Linked DNA regions of Hordeum vulgare: regions 1 and 3 are each linked to region 2. A link is a contact called in public Hi-C data. All regions are on one chromosome and are shown on one strand. The core of a region is the stretch at or near the end of the contact, and the rest is flanking DNA. Distances in the headings are between cores, read along the strand shown. Region 1 has its middle 42 kb from the start of LOC123427663. Region 2 has its middle 9.5 kb from the start of LOC123430740. Region 3 has its middle 49 kb from the start of LOC123430739.

The links. A called contact is a pair of places that touch in the nucleus more often than the background predicts.
Region 1: a contact with region 2 is called in a Hi-C map of leaf, with 3 times the contacts expected there. The contact joins two enhancer-like sites. A contact is called at or near these places in 4 of 6 Hi-C or Micro-C datasets (leaf and seedling).
Region 3: a contact with region 2 is called in a Hi-C map of leaf, with 2.0 times the contacts expected there. The contact joins two enhancer-like sites. A contact is called at or near these places in 3 of 6 Hi-C or Micro-C datasets (leaf and seedling).

What each region holds. Positions count from the first base shown.
Region 1 is chr2H:603,894,801-603,899,400 of MorexV3_pseudomolecules_assembly, reverse strand. No RefSeq gene overlaps it. Among protein-coding and RNA genes, the nearest start is that of LOC123427663, 42 kb to the left of the region's middle. Within about 2 kb of position 2,475, at least 3 of the 3 cell types and tissues checked have open chromatin away from gene starts, as enhancers often do. A contact at or near this core is called in leaf and seedling, where this site is marked.
Region 2 is chr2H:603,652,030-603,656,642 of MorexV3_pseudomolecules_assembly, reverse strand. No RefSeq gene overlaps it. Among protein-coding and RNA genes, the nearest start is that of LOC123430740, 9.5 kb to the right of the region's middle. Within about 2 kb of position 2,727, at least 2 of the 3 cell types and tissues checked have open chromatin away from gene starts, as enhancers often do. A contact at or near this core is called in leaf and seedling, where this site is marked.
Region 3 is chr2H:603,490,958-603,495,324 of MorexV3_pseudomolecules_assembly, reverse strand. No RefSeq gene overlaps it. Among protein-coding and RNA genes, the nearest start is that of LOC123430739, 49 kb to the left of the region's middle. Within about 2 kb of position 2,129, at least 1 of the 3 cell types and tissues checked has open chromatin away from gene starts, as enhancers often do. A contact at or near this core is called in leaf, where this site is marked.

The DNA of each region.
Region 1 (4,600 bases), core at 1,226-3,725, 240 kb before region 2:
AGAAACTGGCACTAGGTGCACTGAGTTAGTAGGTTAGTCCAAATATGTGTAAAATGATATAAAAGTGTAGCAAAATATATAACAATGTCATCCAAAAGATTATGGAACAAGCAGAAATTATAGATACGTTTGGGACGTATCAACATCCCCAAGCTTAATTTCTGCTCGTTCTCGAGTAGTTAAATGATAACACAATAATTTTTGTTTTGGCATGCTAACACACATATAAGAACTTCAAAGTAAAGCAAGTGAGATATGCAATTCAAGTCAAGACAATAACAAGCAAGAGTCTATATTGGTATTGAGTTTAGCAAAGTAAGAACATAAAGGTGCAAGAGCTCTCGCTGTCCGTGACTCGAATGTCTCCAAATGGTGTTTGCATGCAAGAAGTGGGAGATGGGTTGAGATCATAATTTTTTGTAGCTGATTACTCAATCTACTAAAATTTCACACTTGGTCTCCTTCGGAATCTTATTTTGACTCATCCCGAGACCACTAGTCAGGCGCAAGTTAAAAAGATCCTCTCTCTTTCGACTTTGAGCACTCATGCAATGGATGAGCGTAAGCAAGATATGTTGGCACTTAGGATGGCAAATAGAATAATGATGGGGAAGGAAGACAAAAAGATGTGAAAGGCTCACATCAATGAGGACAACCATAGGCGAGAGAAAGCCAAATGAAAGATATGATGTGAGGAGTAGGGATTGCCATGTAACGGATGCAGATGTGAGCTAAGGTAAGCTCTTCAATGGAACTAGTGGGGTGCATCCAACCTGTTTGCTCATGAAGACCTAGAGCTCATTTGAGGAGGCTCGTCATTGGAATATGCAAACCCAGTTCTATAGTGTAAGGGTCCCCACATAGTTATGCATGAATGATAATCTCTATGTAGTACCAATATAGCAATGGAGTACGAGTGCGGATCTTCAAAAGGAATAGTACTGTTGCCCCCTTCTCTCTTTTTATTTCTTTTTATTTTTTTCTTTTTTTTGTGTGGCCTCTTTGGCTCTTTCTTTTTATCTCTCATTTGTCCTCTTTGGGATATTTTGTTTGTCCTCTTTGAAATCTTTTCCTCAGTTAGGGGCAACACTCTATGTTTTACATGAATAAAAACAAGACCATCACACTTTATAAGAAGTACTCAACATAAAGACAAGTGAAAACTATCACGATGTATGCAAATGTATGCATCTGCCAGTGTAGCAGGATATGCAATGATACTAGCTCGTCATGTAGCAATAATTGGGCTATCCATCTTGAAAGTGGTGGGCTGAGGTACTTCGACGCAATTGCGTCAAATATGTTTTATGCTGGGCTATCCATCTACAAATATTATACGTGGTGGTGCCCAAAAATATGGGCTAGATACACGTTAATTGGGGTGCTGATAATCTGCGTTTCACGAGCACTTTCACACATGACCTCCTCATGGACGCATTTTACGTCCAATAGCGATGGATTCGTACACGAGGGCCGAAGCGATTGAGCCGCCGTCGCTAGCGAAGCGGCTGGGCCGGCCAGTTAACCGGCTCCGTATTTTTCGCTTTCCTTTAGTTATTTTTCATTTTTTTTCTCTTCTTCCTTATTTTCTATTTGTGTTTCTCTTTCTCTTTTTTCTAAAAAGTTACATTTTTTTTCAATTCATGAAACTTAAACTACCTTTGTACATATGAATAAAAATTATCAATGGAATTTTTTTAACTTTCTAAAGAATTTATAAGAAAACAAATAAATTTCAAAACAGAAGTATTTTAAAAACATTGAACAATTACTTTTAGAAAAGAATTTTTTTTGGAATTTCAAAAAAATAATTTAAATTTGGAACATTTTTTCAATTTATGTACACTTTTTGGAACACGATAATTTTAGAAAGTCAAACATTTTTTAGAAAATGCAAAACATTCTCAAATGTTGAAAAAAACAAATTCCCGAACATTTTCTCAAATTCCCAAACATTTTCTAAATACCGAAACATTTTTCAAATTCCGGAACATTTTTCAAATTTCAGAACAGTTTTTTGAAAAATGTGAAACATTTTCATAAAAATCCGAAACATTTTTTTCAAATTCTGGAACCTTATTTTAGAATTCCATAATACTTTTTGAAATTCCCTAATATATTATCACATTCTAAACATTTTGTCAAATTCCAGAAGTTTTTCTAAATTCTGGAATTGTTTAAAATTCAGGAACATTTTTTAAGTTCCAAAACATTTTTTTAAAATTCTGAAATATTTTTTGAAAAACGAGAACATTTTTCCAAAATCCAGAACATTTTCAGGTAATCTTCTATAAAGTTCCTAAAATCGAAAAAACCGACTGAAAAACTCTACAAGGTTCCCAAAACCGGCATCCTCACAACTCTTAATGAGCCGGCCCATATCATTTTCGCTCGCGCCCTCTCTGTGCGAAGCCGTGGCAATTTTCCGCAGCGCGCGGCAAATAGGTTTTACCTTTCGCTATACTAGGGAGCTCCTACCTGCCGCTCATTACAGCATGGAAGCGCTGAACAGGGCCTGTTTCTAATTGGGCCGGCTCATATAACTTTTTCTTAAAAATCATAAATAAGGAATATCTATTTCCTTTCTTCTTTTGGTTTCATTTTATTTCACTTTTCCTTTTATTTTCGTATTCCATGCAAAATAAATTTTCTAATTTGAAGAACAAATTTTGAAAATCAGAACATTTTTGAATTTAAGAAAAAATGAAATTAATTTTAGAAGTGTTTCCTTCTTTTCTTTTCTGTTTATTTCCTTTTTTTGTTTTTTTCCTTTGATTCTTCCTTTAATTTTTGTATATGAAGCAAAACAAAATTGAATTTGAAGAATAATTTTGAAAAATTGTGAACAAATTTAGAAGCATGGACAATTTTCTAAAGAATGAATATTTTTCGAATCTTGAGAACAAAATTTTGAAAATAAGAACAACTTTCGGAAAAGCCGAACAAATTTCTAAAGCACAATTATTTTTAGAATAAATTCTAAGACTGAGAACAATTTTGAAAAATCATGAACAAATTTGGAAGCACAAACATATTTTTAATCTTGAGAACAAAACTTTGAAAAGGATAACCATTTTGAAAACCCCGACCAAATTTGAAAGCGCAAACAAATTTTTAAAGCACTATTTTTTTTTGAATTGTGAGAATAAATTTCAAAACCGAGAACTGTTCTCAAAACTACTGGACAAATTTGTAAGCACGAACAATTTTTTAAATCTTGAGAACAAAATTATAAACTGGGGAATAATTTTGAAAAACCAACACAAATTTGGATCACGAATAATTTTGAACATTTTTTAAAACGGAGAACAAATTTTAGAGCTTGAACAAATTTTTAAAGCATGAATATTTTTTGAATCTTGACAACAAATTTAAAAAATGAGAAAAAATATAATTTTTTTAAACTAATTTGGAAATCCAAACAAGTTTTTAAATACTTTTAAAGCAAGAACAAAATTTTGAACCTAGAACAATTTTCAACAAGTTTTCAGAATTTAAGAACAATTATTGGAAATTCAGAACATCTTTTGAAAACCTCAAACATTTTTTGATAATACAGAACATTTTTTAGAAAATACAGAACACTTTTCTAAAAAGCAAAAACATTTTTTGATTTTGAAGACCAATTTTTGAAAATCCCAAACATTTTTCAAATTTATGAATGAAGTTTTAAAAGACGATAAGTTTTTTAAATTTGGAACATTTTTTAAAAGAAAGAACCTTTTTCGTATTTGAAGAAATAAAAATTGAAATCTAGATTTTTTTTTTAAATTCAGAACATTTTGTGAAACAGAAATAGGAAATTAAAAAATCATAAAAGAAAAAAGAAAAAAAGAAAACGGAAAAAATAACCGATTCAGGAACCTTCTAGAAGTTTTCCAAAACCAGAAAAAATCGACTGGGAACCTCTAGAAGGTTCCCAAAACCGGGATTAATGAAGAACTAAATGGTCCAGCCCAATAGAATCCTTCGCCATACAGTCCTGTGACGTTTGCCCGACTAATTGTCCTTAAAGAGCGGCAAATAGGGGATTTCCAATACAAGCGCACATGTAGGCGGTCGGTTGGGCCGGCTAAACAAATGCGCTAAGTCCTGACTTGGCCCAGGACGCTCGCACAACTTTTTTTTCTTTCTAAAATGTCTCAATAAAAGAAATCGAAGAAAAAGTTGTACGTCCGTGCAGCTTGATCGCACAACACTGGGAAAAAAGCAAACTCCAAAGCTATTTATTATATCTTCACAATGTCTACACGGACAAAAGATAATCTAATGGGCTGGCCTAACCAAACATGACGGCCAGACCCTAGGGAAAATGCATACTTCGTGAGTTTTCCTAAGTAATATTTCCTACATAATTGCTCCATACTTCGCTGCAGACCACCTTACACTCGGAAGCCACATGTATATTTCTTTCATATAAGTCATCTGCTAGAGCTAAAGCTTCTCTCACAGCCAAAACCTCAAGTGTTGGTGGATCGGAGATGTTTGGGAAAGCTAATGTAGATGCTCCCAAAAACTGATCAGTGTGGTCTCTACATAGTGCACCAACAGCTCTACATGCTCCTCGGCCAACAGTAGTATCCACGATTCAATTTTAGCA
Region 2 (4,613 bases), core at 1,478-3,977:
TACTCCAAGAGAAATGGTATATTTACGGTTGCAGCCTTATGCACAATCTCCAGTGGTGAACCGGCCGTGTCCTAAATTAGATCTGAAGTACTTTGGGCCATACAAGATTCTAGACAAAATTGGGGCAGGTGCCTACAGATTGGACTTACCCAGGGGGAGTTCAGTGCACCCTGTTTTCCATGTATCTCAGCTCAAAGGTCATGTGCGTGATCATACTCCGGTTTTTCTACTTTACCAAAACCGATGGATCTGTTAGTTCCACGGATGTTGCCTGAAGAACTTCTGGATCGTCGCGTGGTGAAGAAAGGGAATGCTCCTTACCTCCAAGTTCTAATCAAGTGGTCGGGTATTCCAACATCATATGCAACTTGGAAAGATCATGACGTGCTCAAAGCTAAATATCCACTTGCGCTAGCTTGGGGACAACCTGGATCTTCAAGGGCGGGTACTCTAAGAACTGGGGCGCTGCAGATGAAACTCTACGTAGCAAAGCGGCAAGCGATGGGCCAAGGCTAGCAATGCATGGGCTGGTGGGAGCGAGATGATTCATAGTGTATGACTGGGGCGTCACGCCAGTAGTCGAGGTGGGCCACAAGCCTTGTAATAGAGAGGGAACCACACTTATAAGCGGGCGACCCGGGTCGTGGTCAAGGATCGATCAACTAAGAGAATATTCTGTCTCTATATGTTTTGTCTCTCCCTCCCATTCGCTCTTATCCCGTCTTTGTCTTCCTCCACTCCCGTGGTTCGAATTCGGCTGCGACTACGCCTAGGTAGCTCGAGCTCGTCGCCGGTGGTTGGTTTGCCGCCGGGTCGTGATAGAATAGCGCGAGCACCCGTCGCCCGCCAGCCTACCATTGAACAAGAACCTACAAAATTGTTCCAGCCCTCACAGAAACCGCACGAAAAATCACACTGAAGGATCTAGATGGTGAGCACCGGCACACCGAGAATTTGAGAAGGTAGTTTGGAACAATCACCGGTTCGTACCTAAGAAACCAGTGTGCGAGGTCGCGGACGGGGCATAGACGGCCAGAAAGGAGAGAAATAGGACGGCAACGGCGATGGTGGCGGCGACCCGTGTCTGAGAGGCACAGGGTTCGGCTGGTAGCGCTGATGGCTGTCACGGACTAGATCTCGTGTTGGGCTGCCGCGGAACATCGGGCTTACTTTTCTTTTGTAGATAAAAACTATTGAGCTTACCTTGGTGGCCCAAGATGGCAACGGCGTATCTTTTCACAACAAAGGTCATGTTGAAGGGACAATCCTATTTGACGCTTTGTGCATCGAAGTGTCGACCAAATGCACAAGGGAAGGGGGTCGTTCAGGTTGGGCTCGTCCATTAGAGCGTTTACCTCATCCCGGTTTTCGGAACCTTTCCGTGTCGGTTTTTCCGCTTTTAGGAAACTTTTAGAAGGTTCCCCAATCCGTTTTTTTCGTTTTCTTTTTTCTTTATTCTTTTTTTCTTTTCTACTTCTGTTTCAAAAATGTTCTATATTTTCAAAAATTGTTCTTCAAATTCGAAAATCATTATTTGCTTTTTTTAAAAATGTACAAAATTTTTATTAAATGTTCTGCATTATCAAAAAATATTCGGGATTTCCAAAAATTGTTCTTCAAATTCGAGGAATAAGATCTATTTGGGAATTTATACAAAAATTCTCATGTTTTTTAATTTTGTTAAAAAATACAAAAATGTTCTAGAATTTAAAAAATTGTTCCTTTTTTATATTTTTCAACAATCCAAAAAATATTTTCAATTTCGAGAATTTTCACATATTTATAAAATTTTCATATTTTCAATTTTGTTCACAAATTCACAAAATGTTAAGATGTTCAATTTTTATTCACAAATTATAAAATATTTTGGAATATCCATATATGCTCATTGTCCTTTTTTTTCTGTTTCAAAAAGATGTTCTGGATTTTAAAAAATTGGGATTTCCAAATATTGTTGTTCAAATTTAGAAAATGTATTAGCTTTTAAAAAAATGTTCTGGGTTTTCAACAAAATTTCTGGATTTTAGAATAAAATTTTTCAAATTCTAAAAATGAAATCTATATGGGAATTTCGTTAAAAATGCTCCTGTTTCGTAATTTTGTACAGAAATGCAAATTGTTCTGGAATTTCAAAAATTGTTCCTATTTTTTTAAATTTGTGCAGCAATCAAAAATATATTTTCAATTTCGAAATTTGTTCACATATTTAAAAAAAGTTCCTGTTTCCTATTTTATTCATAAATTCACAAAATGTTCACATGTTTCATTTTTGTTCACAAATTGTAAAATATTTGGGAATTTCCATATATGCTCCTGTTTTCCAATTTTGTTCATATATTCTTAAAGTGGTATAGTTTGAATTTTATTTCATGAAATTTGAAAATCTTCCATATTTTCGAAATTAGTTTTGTAAAAATATTTTATTTTTAAAAATAATCACTTTTGCCACTTTTTTATTTTTCTCGGCAGCCGATTGATTTTAATAGTAGCACTGCAATTGTTTCAGTGTAGGTCGCCTGGTATAGTGGCTAGTGCATCGCAGGCATGTATTGCAGGTCGAGTGTTCGATTTATAGGTATTGTACACTTAGTTTTTGCGATTTTTCATTCCGTGAAGGGTAGCGAATGGACGGCCAAGGTTACTCGCCTCGTGTTTGAAGCTGCACATTTTTGCTGCAGCTAGCCGCAAATAGGAGGTCCTATGTTGCAAGGGAGCTCCTATTGGCCGCATTTTATGGCAAATAGCAACCCGACACACACATGAACATCCACCTGGGCCGGCCAACAACAGGACCACGCTATGCAAAATTACAAAAATGAGTGCTCTCGCTCAGAATCGAACACAAGACCTAACGCTCTTAGGCAGAGCAGCATACCACATTTTTTAAAACTTGGCGCAAAATTGAAAGAAAGCTAACATTTTTTTGGATCTGATAACAATTTTTCAGAAAGGGAACATTTTTTGTAACTCTGAACAAAATTTGGCAATGGAAACATATTACGAAAATAAAAACAAGTTTTGTTACTTTAATATTTTTTGAATTAATAGAAACAAGTTTCGGAACAAGAACAAAATTTGAAAATCCGAAGTTTTCTGACATTGTGAACAAACTTTGGAACATGAACGTTTTTGGAATTCGTGAACAAATTTTGCAAACGGGACCATTCTTTGTGTAAAAATATTAAAAAATGAATTCGTTAATAAAATTTAAAAGTGTGAACTTTATTTGTGAACAAAATTTAGAAATTGAATTCGTGAATAAAATTTAAAAATGTGAACTTGAATTTTTGTAATGTGATTATATATTTTAAATTATATTTAAAGGTGATTTTTTTTGCAAAACATGAACAAATTTCAAATTTCCGACAATTTTTGGGATTCCAGACATTTTTATAAAAAAATGAACAAAATTCTGGAATCTAACTTTTTTTGAAAAAGTTAATGAATTTTGAAATTTTGAACAAATTTTGAGAGTCTGGACCTTTTTATGAATTCTTTGAAACTATGAAAAACAAAATAAGAAAACAGAACATTTTTTAACGTATGAACTTTTTTTGAAAGGTGGACATTTTTTTAATAAACATAAAAAGTTTTGGAACTTCTGGAAAAAATAACTGAGAAAAATTGAACTTCCAAATTTTTTTTGAAATTTCGAACAAATTTTGATATTCCTAAAAAATAAAAGTGAGAAGAAAAGACAAGTATAGAAGGAATTAAAAAAGAAATAGAAAAAATTTGAAAGAAGTAAGAGAAATACAAAAAAAAATGAAAATTAAACACAAAAAGGAAATGGAAACAAATAGAAAAGGACAAACCAAAAATAACAAAATGAATACCACAGAAAACTCGTTCAGGAACCTTCTAGAAGCTTTGCAAAACCAGTCTGAAACCTTCGAGGAGGTTCCCAAAACCAAAAATTGTAAACCATAGGTTATCTCCTAATTGGGCCAGCCCACCTTGTTCGCTAGTCGCTAGCTCTGTGTGCGAATCGGTGACAGTTAGCCATAGAGTGCGACAAATAGGAATTTCCTTGTTCCAGAATGATTTTGCATCAAAGATCAGAAATGCCTGCACAACTTTTACGAAGGACATGTCCTTTTTTGCAACAAAGACCATGCATCATAGATGGTTGCAATGAATGGATAAGAAATAATCGACAAAGGAATAAGGTTGTGGCCTAGCATAACACGTGACGGGCATACTAGACGGACGTTTTGCGTGCGATCCACCAGTTGAAGGGAAGATTTTACTAAAAATAGGATGTGCTACGCATCTGTCTTCTGATCTTTTGAAAAAAATCGATCAGGTCACGAGCCGTGAGATCCTGACCCATCAAGCGGCTAGCGGACAACCTTCACCATAGTAATACACCTAATGTTGCAAAAACCTCTGCAATGGAGGTCGTCTTGGAGAAACCTTCGTAACAAAGGTCATGTTGCATAATATTTTTGCAACAAAGATCATGTTGTAGAAATGTCTGCGAAACATTTCATGACAGAGGCCACATTGTTGATTTTTTTGCAACAAAAATCATGTTGCAAAAACTGTTTGTTTCGCGGGACATAGATGGTCACAATAAATGAATAAGAAAGCAACGACAAATGAATAAGGTT
Region 3 (4,367 bases), core at 880-3,379, 160 kb after region 2:
CGCCATCACCTAATCCATCCACCGAAAGCCACCTAATGGTTTCTCACTATGAAGAACAAGTCCAATAAAAAATGAGCATATCTTCAATATGGTAACGACACAAGAAACATCGCTATTCCAGATATAACCAATAAGGTTCAGACCTTGGGTTTCCACCTCGAAGGTCGAGACCGATGCTTGAGAAGAACTGCCCATAAAAGTCATCTAGTGTTGTCGTCACCACTTTTTGCGAACCCATCAACTACATGCATAACACAGTCTTGATGTGATATGTCACACTAGTGAAGACTAGATTTGCACAAGTAGGAAACTGGGTCGCGACAAGAGAAGGTCGCCACCAACAGCTCCAAATATGGAAGGTCGTCATCACATGTTACAATGGGTGATTGAAAAAGGAAGGTCACCCACATGATCAAATCCCATGTCTACGAGCTTCAGTAGTCATGTATACGATTCATGCTTCGTCATCCTCATCCATGCTGGCAGCAAAACATGCACTTTGCTGCTGCGTACCTGAAGATTCAAGATCCCCGCCCACGTCTCAACAATCAGCTAGTAGGACAGGACAACACCATCACATGCCCGCCCTAGCACATAACAGCCTTTTTAGGACACCGTAGGTCGATAATGTCGCCTGTATACCTATAGATGGGATCGTGACCACCGATATCTCACCACCAGAGCAACTGTCAACTCGGTCAAAAAACCCACCGCCACTACAACAAATCCATGGCTTTTGCCTCAAGTAGCCTTCCATAGGTCGCACCTATGGAGCAACGCTACCAAAGGTTGGATTCGATCCGTGCTTCCCGGAAGTTTAGCTGCAACGGCCCCGAGTACCATGCCAAAGGGAAGCACTGCACACCATTCATCCCCCCTACATCAAGCTGGCAATGGTTAACCATCACTTGTTCCCGTGGGTAATTTTTCTATTAGGATACGGGGATGTCTTAGTTTTAGTGCCCATGGTGAAGATGGTTGGTCAAATATCTTAACGCAACACATCAGATGGGGTTGTGGATGGGATATCATTACCCATACCTGTTACGTGCCTCACCCGTGAATGCATTATATGTGGTCCATAAAATTGGTAGACCCCAAAAAATTCCCTCGCATACCCACCCAAATGTTTGTTAACTCCGCCTATTTGGCCCGAAAAGCCCAAAGAAATTGTTAACCTAGCCACAACATATTGGGAGCTCCTATTTGACTCATTCAGCGTCAAACAGTCGACCTTTCGCACACAGCAAACGTTCCAACGGTGATCTGGGCTGGCCCGTTAAGATGTGCCAGCGTTTGCGGTTTTGGGAACTTTCTAGATTTTCCTATCTGTTTTTTTTTCAGGTTTTGGGAATGTTCTAAAAGGTTCCCTCAATCGGTTTTTTTATTTCTTTTTGGTTTTTGGATTTTAATTTATTCTTTTCTCCTTATTTTCTTCTTTCTTTTTTACTTATCCTTTCCATTTCTTTTTTCCTTTTTTCTGTTAATTTTTTCAAATCTATTTTTATATTCTTTTAAAAGTTCATGTTTCAAATTCCAGAATATTTTTTCAAATTCCAGAACATTTTTATAAAATACAAAACATATTTACAAAAATTCCGGAATTTTTTTTCAAATCCTGAAACATTTTTTCAATTTTTGGAACATTTTTTCAAATTCTGGAACATACTTTTGAAAATCCAAAACATTTTTCTAAAAATTCCAGAAGATTTTTACAAATTCCGAAACATTTTTACAAATTCCGAAACATTTTTTAAGCTTCAGAACATTTTTGAAACAGAAACAGAAAAAAAGAAACAGAAAAGAATAAAAAAAGGAAAAAAATCAAAATCCGATTATGGGAACCTTATAGAAGTTTTCCAAAACCGGAAAAAACCGGCTGAGAACCTCTAGAAAGTTTCCAAAACCGGAGATGTTGGAACTATAAATTGGCCGGTCCATTCCCGAACGCTTGCTGGGTGCGCCTGTGCGAAGCCCCGATAGGGCGACGTAGAGAGCGACGAATAGGCTTTTTCCAACATATTGTTGATTGTGTTGAAATAATTTTGTCTACTTAAATGCTACTAAAGATTGTTGTTGATTGCATGTGTGGGTTTCCTCATGGGGATGAAAAACCCAACGAGATCGAAAAGATAAACTATTTATTCCCGTGGGGTATGGAACGGGGACATATATGGGTGGCAATCGCGGGGACGGAGATAGAGGTTGCGAATATCCCTGTCGTTGTATCTCATGGCGCCTCTAGCCGCACGCAGGGCGCCCGCAAATCCATGCCGCAACATCTGTGGCACGCGCACGCACGGGTCACCACTAGGGATTGCCCCAGTGTCACGTTGGTGAGGGCATCACGATTCAAGATTCACGAGAAGATCATCGCAGTTTTCTTTTTTTCTTTTTTGCGCTCACCGCCAACAAATCAATACTGAGGGCATCTCGGGTGGGTAGGCGCTTAGTAAAAGAAAAATATTGATTCTATGTTTAGCGATTGTACAAGAGTTTGTCTCTCCGATGCGAGCAACAATGTATTGCCGGTACACAATGTGAACAGAGAATAGCAAAGTTCGCTAGCGCCTGGTGACGACCTTTGCTCCTATGCTAGCGCCTTGTTTAACGATTATACAAGGCATTTATATCGTGGGATCAAACATGATTTCACTGAAAGGCCAGGAAACAGATCCTAGCGCCGCTGCCTAGCGCCTTGGTTTGTAGATTCCCTATTGTGTTTTAGCCAATTATAATCGAAGACGCACGAGTTGATTGAGAAATAAGATACCACAACATATAAACCTTTTTTTTTACGACTAAACACATGAACTTGACTAATGACACCACACCATTAAGAACGAGTGGCGGACCTAGAGCTTGACCACATGGGGCGCCAACCTCATATCTCAGGATATAAATGCTTTGTATAACCATACAAAATTGTCAGTTTATCGTTTAAACCCTTCAAACGCATAGGATTAGACTAACTAATACTTCCTCCGTCTCAAAATAACTGTCTTAAACTTAATACAATTTTGTACTAGATAACAAAGTTCTGCATTTTGGAGGGGGTGTCGGGGCACCCACGACATCCCCACTGGATCCGCCACTGTTAAGAACAAACCGATGGTTACAAAAATTCGCAGGGGCAGGCAGATGTGGGACCACAAAATGCACAGTTGTTGGATCCCAAACGAGGGCAAATTAAATTTTAATTTTTTTATGTTTGAAACTTATGATTTCGTATCTGAAATTTATGATTTCTTTGGTTGCTCGTATAAAGTTTTAGAGTTGAAACTTTAAACGATTTTTTTCTCGGTTGCAGCTACTAGAGTTGTGATTTTGTCGGTTCGTACTAAGTTTTAAAAGTTAAAATTTAACATATTTTTTAAAACTCGTTCAAACATTTTTTTTAAATGGATCTTATTTAAAAGCCACGTCACAAAAAGCACGAATATGAAAACATAATTTAATTTGAACACTTCATTCAAAAGATACGAATAACTGAAATCGAAAGATAAAAGGAAAAAAAAGCATGAGGGGCTCGTCCCTCGCACTTGCGTGCCATAAATGCTCTCCCGTTGGGCATGACAAGTTGGTTGCGTAGTTGTACTCGTAGGCCATCAAAGATCAAATTCTCAGTTGTTGTTCTAGCTATGTGTCACCTTAAAATGAAATAATTTTTCCAGCAGGAAGAGACATTTCCACCGGTGGCGAGACATCTGTACTGACTTCCCAATGTTAAAACTCTCATTATAATCTTCAATTAAACTTGGTGGTTTCCATTAATGAAATCGGAGAAGATGCCTCTTTATAAAAAATAATTATAATTTTCAGCAGATACTACGCGATTGTATGCATATATGGGTCTAAGTAGAAAAAAATTCTAAATAGAGGACGAGCTCCATGGAGCTCATTGTTTTGAAATTGTTGAAATTCTCATTTTTGAAGTTTTAGATAAATCTAGAAAAAATCAGGCGCGTTGATACTGATGTATAGTACTTGTGGGTAAAATTGGAAGATGATATACATTATGATGAGAGCTACAAAAAATAAATAGAAAATCATGATTTTGAAATGATAAATAGCACATACGCTGTTTTTTACTCCATCCGTTCCTAAATATAAGTCTTTTTAGAGGTTTCACTAAAAGATTACATGCGGATGTATACAGACATACTTTAGAATATAGATTCACTTATTTTTCTTTGTATGTAGTCCTCTAGTGAAATCTCTAAAAAGACCTATATTTAGAGACGGAGGGAGTATTAAAAATGCATGATTGTTTTTGTAGCTCTCACCTCAGTTTATTTCATCGTCAGATTTTACACACATGTAAAACACATCTAATATGAATGCGTATGATTTTCTTCACAATTTAA